Regions from separate parts of the Ovis aries genome. Here all the other regions are linked to region 3. A link is a contact called in public Hi-C data. All regions are on one chromosome and are shown on one strand. Each heading gives the region's core, a stretch centred on a gene start, on an enhancer-like site or on the middle of the called end of the contact. The rest is flanking DNA. Distances are from core to core; before and after follow the strand shown. Region 1 holds the start of PEBP1 (phosphatidylethanolamine binding protein 1). Region 2 overlaps TAOK3 (TAO kinase 3). Region 3 holds the start of SUDS3 (SDS3 homolog, SIN3A corepressor complex component).

The links. Hi-C and Micro-C count contacts between places; a contact is called where the count stands out from the background.
Region 1: a contact with region 3 is called in a Hi-C map of hypothalamus, with 2.4 times the contacts expected there. The contact joins the promoter of PEBP1 here to the promoter of SUDS3 in region 3. A contact is called at or near these places in 2 of 16 Hi-C or Micro-C datasets (hypothalamus and skin fibroblasts).
Region 2: a Hi-C map of tail adipose tissue shows a contact between it and region 3, with 4 times the contacts expected there. The contact joins the enhancer-like site here to the promoter of SUDS3 in region 3. A contact is called at or near these places in 5 of 16 Hi-C or Micro-C datasets (hypothalamus, muscle, skin fibroblasts and 1 more).

The regions. Positions count from the first base shown.
Region 1 is chr17:57,100,649-57,103,486 of ARS-UI_Ramb_v3.0, forward strand. PEBP1 (phosphatidylethanolamine binding protein 1) reads right to left here and starts at 1,554. Exons shown (of 4, transcript XM_004017378.6): 1 at 1,334-1,554; 2 at 96-205. The coding sequence starts at 1,468.
Region 2 is chr17:57,069,699-57,072,442 of ARS-UI_Ramb_v3.0, forward strand. The region is part of intron 16 of TAOK3 (TAO kinase 3); the gene reads left to right. Among named protein-coding and RNA genes, the nearest start is that of PEBP1, 31 kb to the right of the region's middle. Within about 2 kb of position 1,308, at least 5 of the 54 cell types and tissues checked have an H3K27ac peak or open chromatin away from gene starts, as enhancers often do. A contact at or near this core is called in tail adipose tissue, where this site is marked.
Region 3 is chr17:56,897,348-56,900,182 of ARS-UI_Ramb_v3.0, forward strand. It overlaps SUDS3 (SDS3 homolog, SIN3A corepressor complex component), which reads right to left and starts at 1,375. Exons shown (of 12, transcript XM_015101645.3): 1 at 1,097-1,375. The coding sequence starts at 1,238.

The DNA.
Region 1 (2,838 bases), core at 304-2,803, 200 kb after region 3:
TTCCCACACAGCATGTCCAGCAAGGGACTTACACAGTGCAAGAAGCACTGGGTCACACTGGATGACCCACTATTCCCCATCTTTCTCCAACTTGCCTGTATTTGGGGTCCTTCCTGCTGGGAGCATCCGGATCTGTCAAGACCAAGGTGTACAATTTACCTGGATCAAGGCCATCCCATGTAATGCTAGTGGGCCGGTTCTTAACCTGTAGAAAGGAACAGATTTAGAGCTTAAAAGTCAGAAATGCTGAAGAAACCAGCACTCTTTCTTTGACCTTGGATTCCTCAAAGGTCAAGCACAGAAATTATTAATAAAAGCTCAACTGTACTGTAAGAACCCAGAACTGATGTTTAATATACGTTATTTATTTTAGTCCCAACAACACTATGGGGCTAGTATCCTAGCATGTTACTAACAGAAAGAGGTAGGTCAGGATTTCAAGGGTTGCTGACTACAACCTTACATTATTTGCAATGACACAATCTCTAGACTGGAGACCACATTATCTGGGGCCTGCTAAAGTGAAATCTGAATTAAGTGTACATTTAAAAGGGCAGAGAAAACCAAGATGGACAGACGTGGACAATGAGTTTGGCAAAAAGAGGCTGCCAGATGGGCACTTTACACACCCAAAACAATAAACTCTGTAAACATCTAAATTAATAAACCATCTGAGCACTGTTTATTCGCACTGCTGCCCCGAAGCTTCAGGACCAACTACTGGCCACGGTGTCCGAGCACCTAGTTCCCCAACTTGCAGCAGCCAGAACCTGGTTAGGCCTTAGCCAAGTGGGGAGGGGGTCGGGGGTCAGAAGCCAAACGGTAAAACACGGCCGGCCCCGGCCGTTACCCTCGAGCCTTCCAGCTGCAGAACGCACCTACCTTTGGGTAGCTTCCAGCTCCAGACCGTTAAAAACAAAGGAGGAATCACAGGGCCCTGCTGCTCACTAGTTACGTAATGCGTCAAATGCCCTCGGGTGGGGCTTTTACTCCCCATACTGCGGCCTAATATTCCCGGCCTGGAGGGGACACTGGGGGCGTGAGCAGCCACTGCCCACTTCCTCCGGGGGAAGGCCTCCTTCCCTGCCTGCTCCTCGAAGTCCCAGGAGAGTGTATCAATTTCCACAGGGCAAGCCCCGCCCGCCACGTGCCAGGTTCCGGGCGCTAGTTAGGGGGAGGGAGCGATGGGCAGGCCTGCGGCTTGGGCACCGCGACTCCCTTCCCTAGGTGGATCCGGCGCACTAGAGCCCGGAACGTCCTCCCCACTTCTACTGGGTCGCCGACCTGAAAGCCTCCGAGCCGCCAGCAGCTGCACCCCTTCCGCCCTCGGTACCTGGGTGGGTGTCAGCACTTTGCCCAGTTCGTCGACCTCCGCCCCGCCGTATTTGACCTGCAGCGGGTGCTGCGGCCGCTCATCCACTTCCTGCAGGCTCAGAGGCCCGGACCACTTGCTGAGGTCCACCGGCATCGCGGAGCCGAGCAGGTCAGACAGCAGAGAAAGCGGCTTGCGGACTCACAGCAGTCTGCACACTGTACCGAGGTAGCTCAAGTCACACGGCCGAGGAGTGCATGCGCCTGAGCCACCGCCCCGCCTCATCCCCGCTCCTCCAGTCACCGGCGGGGAGGCCCACTCTGCTCTCTGATTGGCCGAGCTCTGTAGCGCGGGCCGTCCGGCGCTCCCGGGTCAATGCACCAGGCTCGGCCTTTCTTTTTGCAGAGGGAGATCTAGCTACTCGCTGCTGGAGGAGTTCCCAAGAGTTATGACTGAGCTTGCAAGACTGTTGTTTCAAGAATTGCAATTGAGCTGCTTTCGATTTTTTTTAAGCTTTTTGCCTTTTTCTTTGTTCAACCTTATAAATGCAGAAATGGTAAGGCCTTGCTTTTCTCTCGCACTTGTTAAAGCAACCCACATTGCCCCGCCTCTTTGTACTTTTGCGCATGCTCACTGGCTTCGGTAACGGCCTGGAGAAGGTCTTGGGGGAAGCTCGTCGGCGCTGTTCTCAACCGGCGTGAATATTTGCACATACCGTTTGATTCTCCTATCCCCTCTTGCGTCTGCCTGCAATGCGGGAGACCCGAGTTTGATCCCTGGGTCGGGAAGATACCCTGGAGAGGGAAATGGCAACCCACTCCAGTACTCTTGCCTGGAAAATTCCATGGACTGAGGAGCCTAATTGGACACGACTGAGTGACTTCACTTTGTTTCTGTCTGCGCTTTTCTCAACTGGCAAGCATATTTGCACATAGCGTTTGATTCTCCTAACCTCACTTGGTCTTGCCAAGATTTAGGGGAATTTTTTTTTTTTTTGAGAAATGATTTTTTAACTTGTGAAACAAGGAATGTTGCTCACCATCTAGTGTGGTTTTTTTTAATTAATTTTTATTGGAGTATAGTTGCTACCATCCAGTTTTAAAAGAAGTCAGCCACTGCAGTCCCCGGCCTACAATATAGGGTACCCTGAAAGGTATTCAGGACAGAACGAGGCACTTTGTTTTTTGGGGAAGAAAAGGCAAAACTATTAGATAATTAGATACATTCTAAGAGAATTTTTTTAATTAATCCAGATTCTTGCATCTTTCCATACTTTTTTTAAAACGCGTTAAAATCATGAACTATTTGCTCCTAGAAGCAACCTTATACTAAGACTTAAGCTTGATCACACATACCCCTTAGCCAAAATTACATATGTACTGGCTTCTCCCCCTTCCTCTTCCAAGCAGTTCCTCAGAACTATGCTGTGCATTTTTGTTTTAGTCAACAAACCATAGTTACTATTTCTCCTTTGTTGACAAGTGACTGCCTCAAAACTGCTTTCGTTGTGGCCACCAGATGCTTTA
Region 2 (2,744 bases), core at 58-2,557, 170 kb after region 3:
AGTGGGAGCAGTATTACCCCCTGGGGAGTAAAAAGGGAGTTCTTGTGGAGGAGGAGTCTTAGATATTATAGTGACTTGTGGCCCTCTGAAGGGCTACAGTACATAAAAAAATATACAGTACATGTTTGTTATTAGCATTTCAGTGGTGAGGATAATCAGGGAAGGGTGGAGGCTAAAAAGGCCCCTGATGGAAATAATGGGGGGAAAAGGTTGAGAAACATTGAATTTAGAGGGAAGAAACTAGAAGCAAAGAGATCCGGTGGTAGGAATAGGCTATAGACACAGATAGGGTGTTAGCTGGCAAAAGAGAGATGGGTTTGAAACATTTTGAAGTATAAAATAAGCTGGACTTGGGATACAAAAGGATATGAGAAAGAGACGAGGGTACAGGCAAAGTTATTTCTAGGATTTAAGAGCTGGGGAAATGTAGATTTGGGCAGAAACAGGGAAGCTTAGAGAGAGGTATTGGTAAGAAACTGGTTAATTCAATATTACATGTGTTGAGTTTGTTAGAAGGCTAAAAAATTCAAATCAAAAAGTCCAATAGCCAGTTAGAAACAACGTATTTGGGATTCTTTCCATCTGGCAGTTATTATTTTTGTTCTAGTGTCACGTATTTGGAAGAAGTCTGAGATTAAGGGGCAGTTAGTGCCAATAAAAACTATAGAAGACAATTATTCCTCCAAATGATAGAAACTATATTCATTAGTATCAGATTCTAACCAACTGGGTGAAGAATAACTCTACAAGGGTTTATTTCTGAAAAGTCTAGGTTTTCCTTTGTTTAGCCTTATTCTGGAGCCACCTTAGTGAAAATGTTCGGTTTTTTGTCTTCTATTTATAAAAGAACATTGAAAAATGACAAATGCAGAAAAACACTGAGTTGTGAAAGTGCTTGATAATCCCATCCCACCCATTTTCTACCCTGAGATAGTCACCATTAATTTGGCAGATATATTACCAGAGTTTTTTCAGATATGCATGTGTGTGTATATGTATATACAATTTATATTTATATATAACTTTAATCTTACAAAAATAAGATTATGTTAGTACCAGTGGGTTTATTTGATTTGCAAGCAATAGAAACAAACTGACTGACTTAGCATGGAAAGGAATTTATTGGAAGGATATGGGGTAGATGACGGAGCTGAAGACCCAAGCTGGAAAAGATGAAGAATCAAGCTGGGAAAGCAACTTTGTGACCTAGAGGACAGGAGCTAATTGACATTCCTCAAGACACTGCCATTTGGATGTACCTCCTCCAACCATGTTTCATCTTTGTATCATTAAGACTCAAATTCCTAGGAGAGATAGCACTTGATTGGGTAATGTGCTCATTCACTTACTCAGTAGTCTCTCTGATTTCCACATAGGGTGGAGTAGTTTCTGAAACAAAAAGAGGAGCCTGTTAACAAAAAGAAGGGAAAATGGATACTGAACCTACAAAAATATCCAGTTTACCGTTTCATAACTCTTCTACTTTTGTATTATTTTTCATTTACTATCTAAAACATATAACTCTGCTTCATTCTTTTTAATCATCAGTAGTATTTATTTTTTTGGTATGGCTATAGAACAATTTATTTAATTGGGCACATTTCTGGGTATTTTGCTGGAGTTGTGCAATATCACTTTTTACGTGTAAGCAAGTATTTTGTAGGATATAATATTCTCAGAAGGAGAATTTTTAGGTCAGAGTGTATGTACCTGCATTTTTAATAGATATTGTCAAATTGCCCTCTAAGGATTTATAACTCCCACCAAGAAAAACTACTTGTTTTTCTCTACCTTTACCAAAACTGAAAATTAGCAATCCTCCCCTACCCAACACTTTTTTTCTTTTTGGTAGACTAAATTTTTTTTAGCCTGGCCACACAGCATGCAAGATCTTAGTTCCCCAATTAGAGATCAAACCCATGCGCCCTGCAGTGAAAGTGTGGAGTCTTAACCACTGGAACTTCAGGGAAGTCCCCAGCATTCCTTTTTACTAATGAAAACATTTAAAAAGATCACCATAGGCTGAGTTGAGCCTCTTTTATTGTCACTACACGTCAGTGCTCATTGTTTCCTAACCAGTTATACAGGTAAGAACTGAAGCTAAGAAAATATTAAATGTCATAGGCTAACAACATCCCCACTTATATTTTGAATTCTCATTCTTACTCAGTGTCAGTGGGCATTAACATAAAAATTTTTGAGTTAGATCAGATGCTTTTAAAGAAGTCAATAGTATGTCCATTGAAACTTAAATAGAATGCTTGGATTGTGATTAGGGAAGGTTTGTTTGGGGGGTACACCCTAAATCCACATCTCAGAGAAGGTAGGTTCAAATAATGTGTACAGAAATGTGTTTTGTGGCCATGGTGTACTGTCATGGCCATATGCTGTATATATGTTTCACCCCTAAGCTCACATCCAGCCTGGTGTGATGCTCAGTGTATGTGATGTGGGCTGGGATAAAGGGAGCTGCCTGCCTCTCATCTTATACTCCCTGCAAGGCGTATATACATGGAGTGCACAGAATCACCTCTACCATGAAATTTGTTTTTGTATTTTTGCTCAACTAACCTTATTGAATTTATATAAGCTAGAATGTGGCCCTACTATATATATTTAATCATTTGTACAGATTAAGCAACCATTGCATCATGTCTAGCTAGAGCAGAGGGATTCTTCAGAATATTGTATTCCAGACTGAAACAGCATAAAACAGAAAAACGTAAGCCATTCTTTGGGACATT
Region 3 (2,835 bases), core at 125-2,624:
GCGACCCCACGGACTGCAGCCTACCAGGCTCCTGCGTCCATGGGATTCTCCAGGCAAGAATACTGGAGTGGGTTGCCATTGCCTTCTCCAACACCTGAGCATCATTAAGCAAATCCGTACCTTCTGCTCCCTGAGCGTGTTTCCCCAATGGTAAACACTGAGTATTTTTATCAAGGACCAGTTCACATCCTTTAAGCCAGTGTGTGTGCTTAGTTGCCAAGTCCTCGCTGGCTCTTTTTGCGACCCCATGGACTGTAGTCCACCAGGCTCCTCTGTCCATGGGATTTCCCAGGCAAGCAAAATGGAGCGGTTGCCATTTCCTTCTTCAGGGGATTATCCCCACCCAGGGATCGAACCCGTGTCTCCTTCTGTATTGGTAGGGGGATTCTTTACAACTGAGCCACTAGGGAAGATCTGCTTTAGGCCTGAAGCTCATTTAATCCTGGCACCTACGCCAGGAAGCAGGTACTACTGCGAGCCCCACTGCTGTTAGAGAAACTGAGACTCACAAGCTTAAGTAAATTGCCTGATATCATTAAGCTGGGTTCATTGAGCCAAATTTAGATCTAATTCGATCTGGTGGATCTCAGGTCTCCTTTCAACCAACCTGTGAGCGGGGCTGCCTTAAGCATTTTCCGGGGGGGCGGGGGGCGCGTGGGGGGCGCGTGGGGGGCGCGTGGGGACACTTTGGTAACTAAGAAGCTAAACTGGGCTTTTGCTCAGATCCTCTCAGGAACTAAAAGGCGAGGAGTGCTCAATAGACCCAATGAATGGCGGCTTTCACTCCGACCGGTGAAAAGCTGAAGTTCAGAGACAGCTGGGAGGAGACGAGCAGAACCTTAAAGGGACCTACAAGCTCTGATAACAGCTCCTTAAGACCCTTCTCCGCGTTAACTGTCGGCAACCAAGTCCTCAGAGGTTCCCCCTTCCCCAACACAGGTCGGGGGAACTTCCGGGAGCCGCGCTCCTCCGGGAGGCCCCTCCAGCCGACCCCCAAGGCCCAGAAGTTGTCCCCGCCCCGCCCCCAGACAGCCCCACCCCTTCCCGCAGCCGTCCCACCCCGGCCCGGGGCTGCCCAGCCGGCGGGAAGACGGACCTTCGTCCGACTCGCGGCCCCGGCAGCTGCGCTCGTCATCCTCGGCGCTCTCCAGTTCTTCGTCCTCCTCCGGGTAGTACTCCGGGGCCGGCGGCGCTCCAGCCGGGGCCGGAGCAGGCGCCAAAAGCCCCGCAGCACTCATGTCGCCTCCGCCCGAAGCTGAGCGTGCCCCCCGGGAACCACAGCCACCCGCCCTCCAGGCTCTACGTCCGCGTCGCAGCGCCTGAGGGAGCCGCCGACTCCCAGAGCCGGAGCGCCGGCGACCCCTTCCCCGTCTTCGCCAAGCCCCGCCCCGCGCGCCCGCTCTCGGCAACGGGGGCCTCGCGCCTGCGGCAACTTCCGGGTCGCGAGCTGCCTGACGACCGCCTGACTCCGCCATCCTAGAGGGAGTGGCGAGGCTGCCGGTCGCCCTCTTCGCCTTAACGCCATCTCCTTCATCGCCGTCTTTAAAATCCTCGACGGGTAGAGGGGAGGGGCACAGACAGGCTCTCGAGTTAGGCAAATTCTTGGGCAGGCCGGACCGCGGCTAGGACCCTAACGCTCAGAGGCACCTACGGAAACAGCCACCAGGCGGCGCCTGGAGCCAAAACCAGAGATGCTTTTTTAGGGACTTGGGAGGCAAAGGGTTCCCAGGGCTCTCCTACGTAGGTGGAGGTGGGCCTCTTACTTAAACAGGTGAATGGTATGAACCATCCTGTTTATAGGTCGGGAAACCTAGACATTTAGAGTTTGAGTGATCATCCGGAAGAAAAGGAGCCCAGCTCCTCGTCTGACTGCTTAGAGCTTTTGAAGAACTAAAATGAAAACGAAGATGCCATGCTGGAGCCAGCAAAACTGTATCTTCCCAGTCGGTGGGAGGACTTTCCGCTTGTGTAGGTTTGCTCAGTACGGTATTATCTCGATTTTACAGATAAAAGAGCTGTCAGTTTCCTTAAAAAAAAAAGGTAACGGCCAGCCTGCTTTGTTTAGATTGTCACCCCTAGGTCCTCTCCGGTACAGCTGCCTTATATTTCTCAGAATATAAATTTTTTAAAAGGTTGTTTTTCCCAATCCAGTAACTTGCTAACCAACTCTCAACTGAGCAAGTGGAACATGTGCCTGCAGAAAATTAATTAAACACAGGTAAGGAAGGCGCTAGCTGGTAACTTGGAAAAAAGAGTTTAATATCTGTATGAATTCATTTGTGTGATTACTCTGAGTAGAAGGGGACATGGTATTATAAGCTTTACTTAATGAACAAATTGAGGATGTCCCTCATCCAGGTGTGTGTAGTAAGAAAAGGGGTAAAAGGGCCCAGAGATGTTTAACGGTTTGTCCAGAGTAACACTATTCTTCATGTTGCACCCAAATCATAGGGCTTCCTTGGTGGCTCAGTAGTAAAGAAACCATCTGCCAATGCAGGAGACTCGAGTTAGACCCTTGGGTCAGGAAGATTTCCTGGTGAAGGATATGGCAGTCCACTCCAATATTCTTGCCTAGGAAGTCACATGGTCAGAGGAGCCTGGCAGGCTACAGTCCAGGGAGTCTCAAATCAGTCAGACACAACTGAGTAACTAAACAAGTCTCCATAAGAAATAATAATGTACAAGCAGTAAAGTTGAACACAGATGTAAAAGCCAGGATGGAACCCAATATCAGATCCTTTGTGACCAAATTTATCTCTAAATTGGTCCCCATAGGGACTTTTCAAAAAGAAAAATTTATTTCTCATCCCATTTAACATTTCTTATTTTATGCTT